Linked DNA regions of Mus musculus: region 1 is linked to region 2. The links are chromatin contacts, called in public HiChIP or PLAC-seq maps. All regions are on one chromosome and are shown on one strand. The core of a region is the stretch at or near the end of the contact, and the rest is flanking DNA. Distances in the headings are between cores, read along the strand shown.

Region 1 (2,700 bases), core at 53-2,552, 1.1 Mb before region 2:
GGCTTTTTAAAAAACAAAACTTCTCCACTCTTACCAGAGAAGTAAGTGATTTCTATCAATTCTCAAAGCCACCTCCCATACACCTGGTGGCCAGACTTTGTGTCTGATCTTTGCTAACTAGCAGCTGAATTGAATACCTGGGACATTTCTGCAGACAACTTTAATCTTGTTGCTTTTAACCTTTGACTTTTTATCTTAAGCAGATTGGTTGCCTTTACACAGTATCACCCTCAGCAAGCTCAGTTATTCACCATGGCAGTTATTCATACCTATGAAGAAATGCATTGAGTGCATATTCATATGCCCTTCATGGCTTTGGTCTGAATGGGGAAAATGTGTGCTTTTGAAGGCTGGTGGGCAACTGGCATTCTTGAGCTCCTGTCGACCTAAGACAGAGACAAGTGCCAAACAAACACCAACAAGCTTCGCTTGTTCTACTAGACCGGTAAGGAGGAGTAATATAGACCCAGACCTAAGCAGACACGGCCGCCTAGTCACCATATTTCCTAGGTGGGATCATAGAGTACAAGTAAATTTTGTGTCCCCTTTCCACTCATCTTTCAAAAAATAAAAAAAGGGGAATTGTGCTCTTCCCCCAGCCCTGAGAAGGCTAATCAGACCCAGTTTTCCGTGGCCACTGGACAGCTACATTTCTTAACCATCCCTAAAAGCGTGTAACTTGTGTTTTTATCATCCTTAACAGTTTGTAATATCAGTTTTTAAGAGGACTAGACCTTTATATTGTATCTTTAAGAACTGTGGCATGCGCACCGAGTACCAGCCACCCTCTCAAGTTGCTCCCAGGGTGTGCTCTGTGGGCGCCGGAGGCTGAGCAAGGGCGAAGCTCCAAGGATCTGGGTGCTGGTGGCCGCCCCGGGCGAGGAGGGGTCCATCGCTGACATGAGAACGAGCGAGCGCTGAGCAGTGGCTCGCACAGACCGGAGATGGAGGAGGCTCCTGGCTGGCGGACAGCGCGGGCGACAGCAGCTGAAGACCTGTCCGGACTCCGTGCGCTAAGGGGCCACGAGGCTCGCTCCAGCGGTCCAACTCGGGCTCACCTCTGTCAGCCCTCGTAGTCGGGCGTCAGCAGCTTGTGCGGCCCGCACGCCACCGCCCCCCCCCCACCCTCCCCTCCGCCAGCCCCGAGAGGCGGCTGCCTGGCGCGGGGACACGGCAGCGAGGCGCTGTCCCGTAAAGAGCAGCTTGCGGAGCGTGAGGGCGGCGCGGCCTGGGCCCGGGGTGCTGGGGCGCAGGCCCGCCGTGCCTGTCCCAGCCGCTGCGGGAGGGGCCGAGCGCCCGGGTCGCCGAGAAGTCGCCGTCGCCACTCGCACCAGTTGTGGACGGCTTCACCTGATCGGTGCGCAAGGCACAGAGGCAGAAGCGTTCTCAGGGCTCGTCGCAGTTCCACAGCCAGGGCAGCCAGGGCAGCCAGGCAGAGCTGCACCCCCTGCCCCAGCTCAAAGATGCCACTTCAAATGAACAGCAAGAGCTTTTCTGCCAGAAGCTACAACAGTGCTGTGTACTGTTTGATTTCATGGACTCTGTTTCAGACTTGAAGAGCAAAGAAATTAAAAGAGCACCACTGAATGAACTGGTTGAGTATGTTTCAACTAATCGTGGTGTAATTGTTGAATCAGCGTATTCTGATATAGTAAAACTGATCAGTGCTAACATCTTCTGGACACGTCCTTCAAGTGATAATCCAGATTTTGACCCGGAAGAGGATTATTCTGCCTGTTGAATATGAACAGTTGAAAAATATTAAAATCATGTTATACAAACAAACAAACATCTTCCATTCAAATTTTGAAGCCTAGAATTTAACAAGGATAAAACTATAAAATTTGAATCTTGTAAAAACTGCTAACTTGTAAACTTTTAAAGATAACTTAAGATGTGCACATCAGTCACATTACAAATAATCAAATTCTTTAATGTGTTCAGAACTATGGTTATAATCATGCTAAATACAAATACAATTCATTTACAGAAACAAAGCTTGGTAGAAGAGACCAATTTATATCTACCTTTATATAGACTTCTGTATATGTTGTCAACTAAAAACAAGTAAATAATGACCCTCAAACACCTCAGAGATCTGAGAATATAGCATTTAAAAGGTTTAATAAGCAAAGCTTTAAATAAACAAATGGCAGAACTTAGCAGCATCCCCAAGATCGTATCCAATTGTGGAAATGCTAACCACTGGGCAAGGAACTGGCCCTATGCCTCAAGTACTACCACGACCTTGCACAAAATGTGGACAAGTATTAATCCTGAGATTCACAAGAGAAAAACCAGTTCCATGACTTTGAGCCAAATATGAAGCAAGCATTAATTACTGACCAGGATGGACTCTGGTTAGGTCTACTCTCTGGGACTCCCAGCAAGTGGTGATGAGGCATGTCCTGTAGGGTCTTTTTAAAGACAACAACACACAGCCACAGTATTTCTTATGGGACACCGTTATTTTCCAAAAACTACAATTCCCAGCATCCCAGGAAGTTACCTGGCTTTTGGGTAGATGGGGCTTACAGATTAACGTTGGCTCTTACATTCTTCCCTTGAGTTGTAAATGTTGTCAAATGTTTGACTCTGTATTGGGTACTTGTGTATAGTGGGATCTTATAACCATCAGCTTAATGCTACCCACATAGGAATTATCATCTATCAGTAATGTGAGGCTCAACAGTAATTAGC
Region 2 (2,700 bases), core at 160-2,659:
TCCTTCCCTTTTCTCCTGGAACCACGCCACTGGAGGCGCTCGCTCCCCCTTCACCGCAGTTGGGTTACTGTATAGACGTTAGCAGCTCGGCCAGTTCCCCACCAATAAAGGGAGAAAGAAACAGGGGATTAGTGCAAGGGGATCCCCCGACGCCCGGCAGGAAGGAAGGCAGGCCCTAAAAAATAAAAAAACTGTAGAGTGGTCGACAAACGCCCATCCTTTAAATAAAGGGATTAGGGCACCACAGCCTTCCCATTCCCACCTCCAAGCCCAGCCCAGCCCAGCCCAGCCCAGCCCAGCCCAGCCCAGCCCAAGGAATCCACCATCCTAGTTCTTCAACACACTCCTAGCTGCTGATAGGCGAGAACTTCGTGCTGGAATGGGAACCAGCGACTTGGCAGCGGTGCACGTGCTCCCCGAAACCCCGACAAACAATGAAGGCACCCAGGCTTCCGAGGCCGCCCCACCCTTCTGCCCGCCTCCCGCCAGCGGGGGCGCCATCACCCTGCCACTCGTAGACAAAGCCCTAGGGTCCCGAGCAGCCCTGCCCGTCCCCTCCTCCCCCGGGCCAAGACACAAAAGAGGGAGGGGCGTAACGCGCAGCAGCACTCACCCACTGAGCCCGAGCCCCTGCGCTTGGGCGCGGCCGGCGTGGAAGGGGGCGCGGCGGGCTCCGCTAGGGGGCTCGCGCCGGCTGGCGCCGGAGGCCGCGCTGGAGGCTCGTCGTCCTCCGGGAGCTTGGAGGGCAGGACTGCGGCAGCGGGCGGCAGGGATGGCGCGGACGCCGCGGGGCTGCGTTCCCAGGACGGCTGCCTCTCAGGGGCGGTGGGGGGCGCGGCCGGCAGCGGCCCGCGGGGCGCGGGGGGCACCGAGTCGCTGCTGAAGTCCAGCAGCGGTGCGGCGGCGGGGGGCACCGGAGCCGCGGACAGCCCGGCTGCGGGCTTCCTCTCCAGCACCTCCAATTCCTCCAGGTCCTCGTCGTCCTCCTCCTCCTCCTCGTCTTCCTCGTCCTCCTCGTCCTCGGGCTCCGTCACGAACTGGTACTTGAAAGCGGGCGGGGGCCGGGGCGGGCTATCCGCGGACGAGGAGACCAGCGACGACTGGTCTATGTCTTCCATGGTCGGCGATGATGCTGCAGCTACTGCCGCCGCGGGCCACTTCTCCTCAGAGCCGCGGGCGGTTGTGGGGGTTGGGCAGGACTGGCAGAGGCCGGGCTGGCCGAACCAAGCCGAGGAACCCGCAAAGGCGACAGCTCCAGGAACAATAAGACTTCTCCTCCTGCCTCCGCGCTCGAGATGCGCCACCCGCCCTGTCCTCAGTTGCAGCAGCCGCCGCCGCCCAGATGAGCAACTGAGAGAGGAGGGCAGACTCTCCGCCCAGTTTGGCGTGACTCACCTTCCCGGCAGGGGAGGGCTGGCTGGCGCGGGGGACAGAGAGCCAATAGGCTGCGGGATAGAGAAGATGGATCACGGGGTTGTCCAATAGAAATAGGGTGCAGGCGGAGCCTGCCATACTTCCTTGGTGGCGTTCGGAGGGCGGGGTTTGGAGCTGGGATCCACCCCCACCTAGTGTAGTTGGGGAATGGGGCGGGGACTTGGCCTTGCCTACAGCGGGATTTTAGTCTACCAAAAGGGGGCGGGCTGCGGTCCCAGGATTTGGAGAGTTTTCCAAGAAGCCTGTGGAAGGGCGTTATCCTGGGGACCTAGGAGTGGAAAGTTTCCTCCCCGAAAAGGGAAAAAAAAAAAAAAAAGTGGAGAAAGGTACTAACAAGACTGAATTAGGTCTTACGGATTTTTTTAGATAAAAGACTTATTTTCAGACATGGTCCCAACGCATAACTACCACCACCTCAAAAGGAGAAAGAAAAACAAAACATTTATTTGACACTTTCAAGTTCCCTCCCTTTCTAGACTGCAGGCCTGGAATGAGGTAGGCAAAACAGCTGTGCTAGATTACCCGGAGCTCTGGGCTCACTGTTTAGAATGCTTTCGGCCTTGCATTCTGCTGGACTCTAAAAGTGCACGGAGAATGAGTCACCAGAAAGGGAGAAGGGGGAAGGAACGTTGAAATAGATGCCTTGGAAGGCAAAATTGGTTCACTATTTTTCACTCACCTCAGGCTGATGAGTCAACATCCCGGATGATTCAGGCTTCCTAGGAGTCGGGAAGCCCTACACTCACTGGTTTGATATGCTGGAATGGCATGTCTCCTGATGTGCGGTCCCCCCCACCCCCACCCCCCCAAAGCTACACTTTAAAGAAAACGGTAGCCAGGTGTGGTGGCACATGCCTTTAATCCCAGCACTTGGGATGCAGAGGCAGGTGGATTTCTGAGTTCGAGACCAGCCTGGTCTACAAAGTGAATTCTAGGACAGCCAAAGCTACACAGAGAAACCCTGTTTCAAAAAATCAAAAGAAAGAAAGAAAGAAAGAAAGAAAGAAAGAAAGAAAGAAAGAAAGAAAGAAAGAAAACGGTAGAACATAGAAAACTTTGCTTCAAGGTTTGCAGAGTCCCTTTATCTTTCTTATACACTTTTCAAAAATACTGGCTGCATGCCTACTCTGGAGAGAGGATTGCCTGCATTCCAATTGTTCAGTCTACATGTGCACTGTCTAGTACTGAAGCAACTGGCTGCTTTTAGCTCCTGAGCACTGAAATGAAGTGTGTTCTGTGAATAAAATACACACTACATTCCCAGAA

Evidence for each region. HiChIP or PLAC-seq counts read pairs in DNA pulled down with a chosen protein or histone mark.
Region 1: a contact with region 2 is called in an H3K27ac HiChIP or PLAC-seq map of embryonic stem cells, with 3 times the contacts expected there. The contact joins the enhancer-like site here to the promoter of Rtn4 in region 2. A contact is called at or near these places in 3 of 39 promoter capture datasets (3T3-L1-derived adipocytes, hippocampal neurons and stem cell-derived epiblast-like cells), 5 of 115 datasets of contacts at active chromatin or transcription factors (embryonic forebrain, embryonic stem cells, extraembryonic endoderm stem cells and 1 more) and 2 of 9 other capture datasets (embryonic stem cells and liver).

What each region holds. Positions count from the first base shown.
Region 1 is chr11:30,753,598-30,756,297 of GRCm38.p6, reverse strand. No RefSeq gene overlaps it. Among named protein-coding and RNA genes, the nearest start is that of Psme4, 17 kb to the left of the region's middle. Within about 2 kb of position 1,302, at least 142 of the 459 cell types and tissues checked have an H3K27ac peak or open chromatin away from gene starts, as enhancers often do. A contact at or near this core is called in embryonic stem cells, extraembryonic endoderm stem cells, hippocampal neurons and 2 more, where this site is marked.
Region 2 is chr11:29,691,607-29,694,306 of GRCm38.p6, reverse strand. It overlaps Rtn4 (reticulon 4), which reads right to left and starts at 1,409. Exons shown (of 9, transcript NM_194054.3): 1 at 614-1,409. The coding sequence starts at 1,118.